Regions from separate parts of the Pan troglodytes genome. Here region 1 is linked to region 2. A link is a contact called in public Hi-C data. All regions are on one chromosome and are shown on one strand. Each heading gives the region's core, a stretch centred on a gene start, on an enhancer-like site or on the middle of the called end of the contact. The rest is flanking DNA. Distances are from core to core; before and after follow the strand shown. Region 1 holds the start of LOC134807918. Region 2 overlaps PRKCE (protein kinase C epsilon).

Evidence for each region. Hi-C and Micro-C count contacts between places; a contact is called where the count stands out from the background.
Region 1: a Hi-C map of induced pluripotent stem cells shows a contact between it and region 2, with 4 times the contacts expected there. The contact joins the promoter of LOC134807918 here to the enhancer-like site in region 2. A contact is called at or near these places in 5 of 7 Hi-C or Micro-C datasets (blood, induced pluripotent stem cells, a lymphoblastoid cell line and 1 more), 1 of 1 datasets of contacts at active chromatin or transcription factors (stem cell-derived excitatory neurons) and 1 of 1 other capture datasets (stem cell-derived neural stem cells).

Annotation. Positions count from the first base shown.
Region 1 is chr12:77,056,418-77,062,255 of NHGRI_mPanTro3-v2.0_pri, reverse strand. It overlaps LOC134807918, which reads right to left and starts at 4,191. Exons shown (of 2, transcript XM_063789894.1): 1 at 3,321-4,191; 2 at 1,929-2,739. The coding sequence starts at 4,191. The coding sequence ends at 2,696. It overlaps PRKCE (protein kinase C epsilon), which reads left to right and starts at 4,625. Exons shown (of 16, transcript XM_003308992.7): 1 at 4,625-5,049; 2 at 5,250-5,794. The coding sequence starts at 5,447.
Region 2 is chr12:76,771,411-76,777,243 of NHGRI_mPanTro3-v2.0_pri, reverse strand. The region is part of intron 3 of PRKCE (protein kinase C epsilon); the gene reads left to right. Among named protein-coding and RNA genes, the nearest start is that of PRKCE, 280 kb to the left of the region's middle. Within about 2 kb of position 3,598, at least 8 of the 24 cell types and tissues checked have an H3K27ac peak or open chromatin away from gene starts, as enhancers often do. A contact at or near this core is called in induced pluripotent stem cells, stem cell-derived neural progenitor cells and stem cell-derived neural stem cells, where this site is marked.

The DNA.
Region 1 (5,838 bases), core at 2,942-5,441, 280 kb before region 2:
CTAGTATCCTATATATAGCAAGTACTTAGTAAAGACCCTTGGATTGACATATGATCTTAAAAGTCCAAGACAGGGGCCAGGCACGGTGGCTCACACTTGTAATCCCAGCACTTTGGGAGGCTGATGCAGGAGGACCACTAGAGTCCAGGAGTTCAAGACCAGCTTGAGCAACATAGTGAGACCCCATCTCTACAAAAACAATCAAAAAACTTTAGCTGGGCATGGTGGCACATGCCTTTAGTCCCAGCCACTCAGGAGGCTGAGGTGGGAGAATTGCTCAAGTCTGGGAGGCCAAGGCTGCAGTGAACTTTGATTGTGTCACTGTACTCCAGCCTGGTCAACAGAGTGAGACTCTGTCTCTTATAAAAAAAAAAAATCCCAAGACACAACCCAACATCTGACCCACAGAAGATGAAGAATGTTATGCTATTCTCCAAATGGCATCCTAGTGAGTAGGGCTCACAGTCACAGGCCCTGAGGAATAGGGGCACCAGGCCATCTCCTTCTGCATCCATCAGCAAGCTCGATAGGGCTGCCTCTGATCCCTCCACCTCTTTGCAGGTATTAAGTGAAGCTTGGCCTGAGTCACTGCAACAGAATATAGAGCAGAGACGGGGCCAGAATTCGGAGCTGAGATGGGGCCAAAATAAGAAGACATGGCAGGGCAGACAAAAGCCCACCACAGGAGTATAGGTGTGGGGCAAAGTCTGAAGTGGGGCTCAGGGTCGGGTGGGGGCTTGGCTGGGGCAGGACCAGCGGAGCTCTAGAAGGTTTCTGTGTCATTATACTGCTGCGCGTTCCATCCCATGGCCCAGGTGGTTGGATTCTGTTCAGCGGAGCATGTGTGGAATGTATGATAGACCCTGACCAGGCAGACCTTTGCAGAAGCCCATTAACATTCTATAAATGGCAACAACCAGCACAGCAACAGGGACATGAATATTAACGCGCTAGTCTACGGTTCTGGCTCCCCCTTCCCCGCTTCCTCCAGCTGATCTAAACAGTATCCACAGACAGTTTCAATTTTGATTATACAGAGTGTAAATCATCTTCAGACTTGGATCTTCTCTTTGTCTAATACCCTGTTTTGAGGTGAGCCTTCTGGAGGAAAATTACAGAAGAGAAAAATATTTATCCATCACAAAATCGCCTTTGTAAAGTATTAACTCTAGTTATGCTGCTTGCCCGCTGGAATGTTTGGTGTCTCTCCAGGAAAAAGTTGAGACCCATCTGCAGGCCCTCTGAGGTCTTAACTATCAGGTTCCTAATTACTTCATCTCCTGTTACTACCTGCCACAAGTGGGGCACACCTGGCCGCTTACCTGAAGAGTCATGGCTTTCCTACCTGTACACATTATACTTTTTGCAGCCAGTACCCTTCCCTTTCCTCTTTGCTGCTGGAAGAACTCCTGTTGGAAAGCCTAGACTCAGCTCAAAGGATTCTGCTGGTTGATGCCTTCCCAGGCTCCCCAGGCAAAGGGGTGATCCTTCTTCTGTGCCACTCCTATCCATAGACCTATTGCAACACTGATCGCCCTGTCCTGGCCACATCTGTTGTTCTATTCTTTACTCATAAGCCTTAATTTTGAAAGGAGAAAGGCTCCATTTTGGTCATCTTTGTTAAATTATTGTATCATTTTCTTCCTTCTCACAAAGATTATGAAATAACTAGGCCATAGTTGGAATCCAAAGGTCATTTTACTCAATGTATATGCTAACCACTGTCTTATCCTTTGGGATTGGAGACAGGGGCTGAGGGAAGGATGAAGCTGGCAATAATTTCCTATTGGAATTTTACCTTCTAAGCCCCCTCCTCGGGATTTTCTTTTCACACGAAACCTGGAGCAGGGGGTTATTTTGGACCTGCCTCTCCTTCAGGAAAACTTAGACAAGCTCACATCTGGCATCTCCATGATGTCCCTGGGGAATTCAACTTTTCATTTGGCCAAGTTTGAGAGTAGGAAGGCGAGAGATTTATTTAGAAATAAGGAGGTAATAAGGGCAGGAAACTAGCAGTGTTTGCATGCAGACTACCAGCATTCTCCCTTTTTATGTAAACATTAATCCAATACAAAACATGTATTTTGTTTGACAAAGTCTTTTATTACCCTTGCTCCAAAAGAGTTGCTGTAATGGAAAGGAGACAAGCATTGGTCGCCCTTGAGAATTGCAGTCTGGTGATTTACACGGACTAACAGTCTGCTGAGCCAGCATGCTAGGAAATGGTGCTGGAAGTTTGTAGGTTGTTTTAAGACAGTCACTGAGATGGTAACAGACCCTATTTAATATATTTGGGGGCTGGGCATGGTGGCTCCTGCCTGTACAAGACTTACCCAAAGCAAGTAATGAGAACATATGAAGCACCAATTAGTCAAGGATCCCTAACTCCATGAAATCCTTGACTTTCCAGACTTCCCAACAGGATCAGGACTAGGGTGAGATGAGTGACGCACTCGGCTCAGGTACAAAATTTAACAGGTGCCAATAAACTCAGTAGTATAAATCTTTTAGTGCAATATTTAAAATTATTTAAAATGTGGATATTGTGTCCATTCTGGATTCTCACATTTTTATTTTTAAAAAATTGTATTAAATCTTTATGTTGATTACGTTTATTGGTACCCTTTACATTTTGCCACTGAAAAGTATCTCACTCATCTCACTTTGGTGCTGGCTCTGCTTCCCAAATGCATTTTCAGAAGATCAAGCCATATTTGCCACTGCCTTCCATCACATGCCCTGGAAAGGGGGAAAGAGGCTTCATGAGAATAGCAGTGTGGAAGGAAGAAGCAAAAGGGAAAAAAGTAATAATCAAAGAAATAAAAATTAAACAGCAATGAGATACCCCTGCTTGTGCTTTGTCAAACGGACATATTTTAAGATATCGTATCTCCAGCTGGGGGAGTGACAGGGTAAGACAACCATTGAAATCCTGGCTCTTTACATCGGAGCTACCTAGATCATACGGAAGACTGAATCTTCGCACCATCTCTACCCAGCTGCCCCGTTCAACAGGGCAGGCTGCGAGAAATTACTGTATTAGGAAGCTCCAGAGCGGTTGCAGGCAAAGGCTTTGCCTGTTCTTAGGAGATGGCCCTGGGACTTTTCGGATCATTTTTGGGACGTGTTTGCTGCACTTGATATCCTGTTTTTCCAGGGGACTGCCTCCTTCCTTGCCTTTAAGCCTTTTTAGGCTTTTAAGCCGCAGGCAATGATAACCTTTACCCACTGAGGAAAAAGTGATCGGGAGGCGCGTTTTAAATTTTGGTTTACACTAACCAGACCCGCCAGATGAACACTCAGCTTACCACAATACCTACAAATTCCCAGACTTGACTTGGCAGAAGGGCGAGGGCGGAGGTTTTCTTTCCCCACTTGCATAATCCCCAGCTCCCCGGCAGCGGAGCCGACCTTTTCACCGCCGCCGTCTTCGCGGGTGTCCCAGCTGGGCCGCGCCCCGGGGCCCAGCGCTCCGGCCCTGCCCTCCCGGGTTCCCAGTCTCGGGCGCGGGGCAGTCCCTCGCCGGCCGCCGGCCCGGTCCCGGCTCCCAGCCGAGGAAATTTTTCCCCAGCAGCCCAGGGCTCGCCTCACGTGACCAGCCGCGGCGGTAGCTTCCAGCGAGAGTTTAAAGGTTACGGAGGAAATTAGCATGGACACAGCCACTCGCCCCCCGGAGGGCGCGCCCCATTTTCCCGCAGCCTGGACGGCGGCTGTCAGCGCGCTGATCAGTGCCGAAGTCCCCCAAAGGGGCACCGATAAGGACCAGCGCAAATAGGAACAGTCACTTTGCAAAAAATAAACAGACCACAAACCAAGCCGGGGCTCTACCGAGCTTTCACTTGTCAACAAGTTCTCGCAGCCTGCGAAGTCCAGGACAGATCCCAAAGGGGAGAATGTCCCCAAAGAAAGGCAAGAGAGAAGAACAGAGTTTAAAACTTCACCCGAGCCATGCTTGTCCCTCCCCCTTCCCCCTCCCCCACCGCCGTGGATCACAGCGTCCCGGGACAGAGTGACAGATGGGCCAGAACTCCGCAGACTGCTCCTGCCCGCCGCGGCCGGAGTGGGGGTGGGCAAGGGAAGGGTCCCGAGGCCTCTAGGGCAACAGGGCCCCCTCCACTCCCCCATCCCCGGCTCTAAAAGACAGTGTTGGCCGCAGGGTCCCCGAGAGATACGCGGCCCGGCGGGGCCCATCCATGGCCATCCATGGCCCCCGGCAAGCGCATCCAGCCCAGCGCCACCGCTCCCCGGGGTCCCCGCCCCCCGGCTGCCCCGCCCGCCGCTGCGACCCCGGGCAGCCTCGCCCGCTCTCCACCGTTCTCTCCTCGGCTCACTTTTTCCGTATTGCTCCCCCAACCGGCAAAACTTTCTATTTCCCCAAACACTGCCGTGCGCGCGCGCGCGCGTGCACACACACACACTCACACACACACACTCACACACACTGACGTCTTTTGCGCATTTCCTGCATTAGAGGGAGGGAGACTCGCTCGCACACCGACAGAGGGAGAGGAGACCGCGGGGGAGCGCGGGCTGGCGGGCGGCGAGCGAGCGGCAGCCGAGAGCCGGGACGCGGGGAGCGCGGAGGGCGGGCGCCGGCGCCCAGGAGGTGGGGCCGCGCTGAGTCGCAGTCCCTGCCCCGCCGCCGCGCTGCGCACCGCCCGGTGCTGGCCTGCGCCCCCGAGCCGGATCGGCGGCCGCCCGGACTCCGAGCCCGCGCGGATGTGAGATTCCGGGCTCCTGGCGCCTCCCGATCGCCGGCTCCGGCGCGGCGCTGCTTCGCCCAGGAGGCGGCGGCCCCGGCTGGCCGTGGGGCTTGTGGATTTTTAAAAATTTGGCTCCGAGGAGGACCATTTCCTCTCGACATGCATCCCTCCGGATAGACTGAACATCCCTCCGTTCACCCCCCCGCCCCGCGCGGTCAGAGGCAGGCGCTGAGTGTGCGAAGAGGATCCGGGTTGAAATCTGCGCCCCCGGTTCTCGTCCCCGCCCCGTCCCACCGCCCCATCCCCCTCCCGGAGTCGAAATTTCCCGGGATTATGTTTCGGAAAGGTAGGTAAGCGCCGGGCGCGGCGCCCGCTTTCCCGCAGCCCGGAGCCGGAGAGCCAGCGAGGCGGCGAGGCAGCCCCCGCGGCTTGCAGCGGAGCCGACAGCTCGTCTTCTCTTCTGGAGGTGCAGCTGGTGGTCGGGGGGAGAGACTTGCTCCAAACACGGACATCCCCCAGCTCTCCCCCCTCCCTGTTTTCCGTTAGGAACCCGGCGAGGAAATACATGCACTGGCTGAGAATCGCCCGCGCCAGGGCGCAACGCCACAAGGTGTAGGGAGTGTGCGGGGTGGGGCGAAAGGGGACCCAAGAGTCCCTGTGGCTCGGAGTGCCGGGCCGTCGGTTCTTCATTCCTGCCCTCGGGGCAGACGGAGTGACCCCGGCCCCCACTCCCCGCCCCGACCATGGTAGTGTTCAATGGCCTTCTTAAGATCAAAATCTGCGAGGCCGTGAGCTTGAAGCCCACAGCCTGGTCGCTGCGCCATGCGGTGGGACCCCGGCCGCAGACTTTCCTTCTCGACCCCTACATTGCCCTCAATGTGGACGACTCGCGCATCGGCCAAACGGCCACCAAGCAGAAGACCAACAGCCCGGCCTGGCACGACGAGTTCGTCACCGATGTGTGCAACGGGCGCAAGATCGAGCTGGCTGTCTTTCACGATGCCCCCATAGGCTACGACGACTTCGTGGCCAACTGCACCATCCAGTTTGAGGAGCTGCTGCAGAACGGGAGCCGCCACTTCGAGGACTGGGTGAGTGTGGCGCCTCCCCGTCGTTCCGGGAACCCGGTTGTGGG
Region 2 (5,833 bases), core at 2,349-4,848:
GGAATCGGGCAGTATTTCTTTTTATGACTGGCTTATTTCACCTAGCTCAATGTCTTCAAGGCTCATCCCATGTTGTAGCAAGTGTTAGAATTTCTTCTGAAGTCTGAATAGTATTCCATTATATCTATAATATATACCACATTCTGTTTATCCACCATTCTTTGATTTTATTCTGATTTTAATTTGCATTTCCCTGATGTCTTTGCATTGCTCTTGAGTGCCTTTTTATATGTGTATCATCTATTTGGATATCCTCTCTTAGAAGTGCCTACTCAAGTCTTTTGCCCATTTTTCTATTGGGTTGTCTGCTTTAAAAAAGATGATTTTTAGAAGGTCTTCATAGATTTTGGATATGAGTCTCTGTTGAGTATATGAATTGCAAGTACCTTCTTGTCTGTGGCTTACCTTGTAGTTCCTTAAGAGGATCTTTTGATGAACAGAAGTCCCTGAGGAATGTATCAATTTATCAGTTATTTTCTTTATGGTTTGACCTTTTTGTATTCCATTCAAGAACAGGCTGCCTACCTGAATGTCTTAAGGATGTTCACCTATGACTTCTTCCAAAAGTTTTGTTTTACCTTTCACCTCATATGCCTGCTTTTTTTTTTTTTTTTGAGACTGAGTCTCGCTCTGCCGCCCAGGCTGGAGTGCAGTGGCGCGATCTCGACTCACTGCAAGCTCCACCTCCTGGGTTCACGCCATTCTCCTGCCTCAGCCTCCCGAGTAGCTGGGACTACAGGTGCCCACTACCAGGCCCAGCTAATTTTTTGTGTGTTTTTAGTGGAGACGGGGTTTCACCATATTAGCCAGGATGGTCTCGATCTCCTGACCTCGTGATCCGCCCGCCTCGGCCTCCCAAGGTGCTGGGATTACAGGCGTGAGCCACCGCACCCAGCATGCCTGCCTTTTTAACTGGGAGTAGTTATTTTGACCCTAGGGGAACTAGGCTGCTTATAGCACAATCATAAGATTTGGGCAGCACTGTAGTAAAATCATGTTAACTTGGTAACAGGGTCAGGGGACTAGTGGAAGCAAATATAAGTGCAGGTACTCCTGACTTCAGGCATCATGTTTTTCTAAAGAGTTGCATGTGAATTTTATCCAGTGAATTTGTCCATATTATAAACACTGAGTCTGTGACTTTTCAGAGATTTCCACCAAAGTTCCAGAGGTAGTCTCCTAATTGACCTCTGCTGTCACCGACTTGCCAAATTAACTCTGTCTCCCATTCTCTCTGACACACGCTCAGGGCACACTTGAAAGCTCACAGCCATAGTGGAGCAGCTTATGCCGTACTCCCACTGTACACTTCTGTCCCCACCAGTAGTTGTGTGTTTATCAAAAGCCACTTGTATTTGTTCTTATTGTAATAAATAATTGTAATTAAATCTTATTTAAACTGAGATGAGTGTGAAAAAAAGTTTCTATTAAGACTAAGTTGAATGTGACGGAAAAAGCCAAAGATAAATTTCCTATAAAATTACTGTTGGCCAGGCATGGTCACTCATGCCTGTAATCCCAGCACTTTGGGAGGCTGAGGCGAGCAGGTCACTTGAGGTCAGGAGTTTGAGACCAGCCTGGTCAACATAGTAAAACCCCATCTCTACTAAAGGTACAAAAATTAGCCAGACGTGGTGGCACATGCGTGTAATTCCAGCTACTTGGGAGGCTGAGGCGGGAAAATCACTTGAACCCACAAGGCGGAGGCTGCAGTGAGCCGAGATCACACCACTGCAATCCAGCCTGGGTGATAAAGCGAGACTCTGCCTCAAAAAAAAAAAAAAAAATTACTGTTAAATTGTGTGAGAAAAATAATAAAGCTCTAAAAAGATTCCAAATTCACATTACTTCACAAGTATCTTTAAGTTTTTGCTCCACTAGAAAGAAACCGCAATTGGACTGGGCATGGTGGCTCACATTTATAATCTGAATACTTTGGGAGGTTGAGGCAGTAGGATTGCTTGAGCCCAGGAGTTCAAGACCAGCGTGGGCAACATGGAGAGACCATGTCTCTACAAAAAAAAAATAGCCAGGCATGGTGGCATGTGCCTGTAGTCCCAGCTACTTGTGAGGCTGAGGCAGGAGCATTGCTTGATCCTGGGAGGTTGAAGCTGCAGTGAGCCATGATCATACTACTGCACTCCAGCCTGGGCAGCAAAGCGAGACACACTCTCTCTCTCTCTCACACACACACAAACACACACACACACACAAATAGAAAATGGAAATGGAAATCATAGATAATGTTTGTCTGTAAGAGATGATGAGGGGGACCATACCTTAAAGAAATTGGCCTTCTGTTATTGGCAAGTGAGTACATATATTTGTTTTTCAGTATTTTCAGTTTCAATATTGTTAGTTAAAATACTTAAAGTACATACATCTTTTCTTTGCATGATTCTCTGCTTTACTGACTTTTTATTAAACAAACATTCTTCCATTCACCAAAGATAAGTGGGGCAGAAGAAAATAAACCCCCTCCTCTCAGAGCCGGCCTCAAGCTAAGAACTTTTGAAGTACTGTTTTAGCTAAAAAATATTAATACTTTAAAATTTGCATACTATACCATATTTATAAACAAAAGTGTTTTTCTTTTCCAAGGTCTTCATGTAAAATTGCAGCTTAGGGTTGGGCACGGTGGCTCACGCCTATAATCCCAGCACTTTGGGAGGCCAAGGCAGGTGGATCACTTGAGGCCAGGAGTTCCAGACTAGCCTGTCCATCATGGTGAAACCCCATCTCTACTAAAAATACAAAAATCAGCTGGGCGTGGTGACGTGCCTGTAATCCCAGCTATTCAGGATGCTGAGGCAGAAGAATTGCTTGAACCCAGGAGGCAGAGGTTGCAGTGAGCCAAGATCATGCCACCGCACTCCAGCCCACACGACAAAGTGAGACTGTCTCAAAAAAAAAAAAAAAAAAAAAAAATCGCAGCTTAGCTGAATTCTTGATAGAAGGTGGTGACTTAGATGCCTTCTCTTCTGGTTTGTCTGCTGTGTCTGTGTGCACCTGGACCCATTGTGCTCTGGAAAGCAGGCACACTGGAGTCCTGGAGTGCAGGCTGGCTGGCGCCTTGCAGTGCCTGCTGATGGCTGGGGTTTGGTCCCTGGTCTGTCCCCTGGGGTTCCCATGTCTATTGGTGAGGCGGCAGTGTGTGCTCATAGGAGACCCTCTGTCAAGAGGCTCTGTCGGGAGCCAGCCTGCTGCCCTGCCTTTGAGGCTGATCCTTCACCCTAGGAGGGCAGGCACTGAGGGCCAGCACTCTGGTCACGCCAAGGATGCTATGGCGACCCACTGAAGAATGAGCTATTACCCTGCCCACCCCTGCCTGCTGTGCCCCCAAGCACCCCTTGGGGGTTACTCACTTGCCTTCCTGGTATCAGGTTAAGAGGTTATTAGACCTTCCATTTATTCACTCAATTCTTTTCCCTGCTCTCCTGAGTAATAACTCAGGAACCCGTGTCCCAGCCATGCTGGGAACATGCTTAGAAAGTAAGGGGAAACCTTTGGGCCAGCACCCACGTGGTTTTGAATCACTCAAGGACAATCTGCCTGAGTCACTGGCTTGGTGGCCGTGGGCCAAGCAAGGAGTCATCCAGTAGCGCCTCTGCCCTCACTGTGCTCCTCCTCCAGGTTTCTGTACCGAAAGGAAGCCAGCGGGAGGCCCGGCATCCAAAACATTGACTAGTGTGCCCCCGTGTGGCTCTGGTGGAAGGGTTCAGAAAATGCAGCCAGGTTTTCCTAACCTTACCCACCAAGGCCAGAGGATGCCCTAAGGACAGCCTGCAGCCCCTGCACCCCTCTTTTTGCATAATCTTTGATTTTTCTTGTTATTATTTCTTAACAGTTAAGCACCTTAAGGCCTCATTTAACTTGAGTTAAAGAAGTGTGATTTTGGAGACCCAAAGATTTTCCACTGGTGTAGGGAATGTCTCCTCCCGGCTCTGAGAGACTTCCTCCAATCCACAACCTACTGCAGGTATGTGTTCTTATTAAAAGGGGCAGGGACAAAAGCTCTGCCTGTCCCTCTTGTACTTTCAGGCTATAATCAATCAGCAGGCACACCTGTTCAGACTGTGACATTGAATTTCCAGGATCAGGACCAGAGCCTGGTACAGACACAAGCCTTCCAGTACTTGTATTTTAAGTTCCATAGATGCTTGGACCTTTTGTGGGCTCCTGGGACAGTGATCATGAAAGAAGAGTGCTCCCAGGGGATGAGCAAGATGATCCCCTTTGGCTGGGAAGAAAAGATTCCATGTCCATCTGGTTTTTTTTACTCCTCTAAAAATGTTCCCTTTATAGTTTTATAATTGTACTTAAACAAAAATAATTGCACTTAAATAAAAAAAAAAAATTGGGGAGATTATAGCAGAAGCTGTTGGTGTCCCGGCCATAGCTGTGTCCCTTGGTCTGCCACAGAGGTCACTCCCAGAATACACTTAGGATTCCCTGTGTCTCCTTCTGAGGGTGACCTGAGCCACGATGTTATGGGATGGAGGCTAACACCTGGTAGGCCCCACATTTTTGACAATTTGGTTTTAAGAAAACTCATAGGTATGGCCACGCGTGGTGGCTCACGCCTGTAATCGCAGCACTTTGGGAGGCTGAGGCGCGCGGATCACGAGGTCAGGAGATCAAGACCATCCCGGCTAATACGGTGAAACCCCATCTCCACTAAAAATACAAAAAAAATTAGCCAGGCCTGGTGGCGGGCGCCTGTAGTCCCAGCTACTCGGGAGGCTGAGGCAGGAGAATGGTGTGAACCCAGGAGGTGGAGCTTGTAGTGAGCCGAGATCGCACCACTGCACTCCAGCCTGGGTGACAAAGTGAGACTCCGTCTCAAAGAAAAAAAAAAAAAAGAAAGAAAACTTGTAGGTATATATCATCGTTCCAACAAAAGCTGCCATTATCGAACGCCTACTGTGTACCTGGTACTTGATAATGATTACATTCTGTCACTCCAACTCTGGAAGGTAGATATTATCCTCCCCCACCCCACTTTTCTTTAAAGAGGTGAGGAAACTGAGGCTCAGCAATGACTGTGGGGATCTGGGAGCAGACTGCAGGTCTTGCTGGACCCAAGGCCCATTCGCCCTCCTTGCTGCCATGCTGGCTTCTCTACAGTGAGAGTAGCCTTTACGTTATGCACCACTAATGTCACTCAGAGGGTCCCGAGCCTTCCCCTTTGGCCTCTTCTTGTTCTCCTCCCTCTGTTCCTCTTGGATTCTCAGGAGCCAGTGTTACCCCAGAAATGAAGAATTAAAGACTGTTCACACCCACATAGAACCATCTGCTCTCTTAGCCTCAGGGCAGGGCTGATGGGGGTGGTATTTAGTCTCTTGGAGGTGGTATTTAGCCCCTTGGAGAGGTGGTGCAAATATAGAAGCTGGTGTGTAGATGGCTTGGCTGGAGGGGGGCTATCTGGCAATTCAATGCATCTTGTGAGTTTTGGAGAACTAGGGTGACTATATCATTTATCCTCCAAGAAAGGACACAGTTGAGAATGATAAGTGGCACTATACATAATTACTCTAAGAAAACAGGCAAAATCTAGGACTATCCTTAGTGACTTGGAACCTACATCCTCCCTACCCACTCTATAGATATCCCTGCATTTTCCACCTTGTGTCTGTGATTGACTTGTTGTGTCCCTTTCAACATTTCAGCGCCCACCCCTCAAACCCCCATCAAGCCTTGCAGCCGCTATTTATTCAGTTAGCAAACTTTTCCTGGCCTCCAATTTGCATTCTTTCCTAACTTATGGGTCCCTTCTCTTTTGCCTAAATGTTGCCTTTCCGTGGCTGTTTGACCATAAACTCATGGTATCATG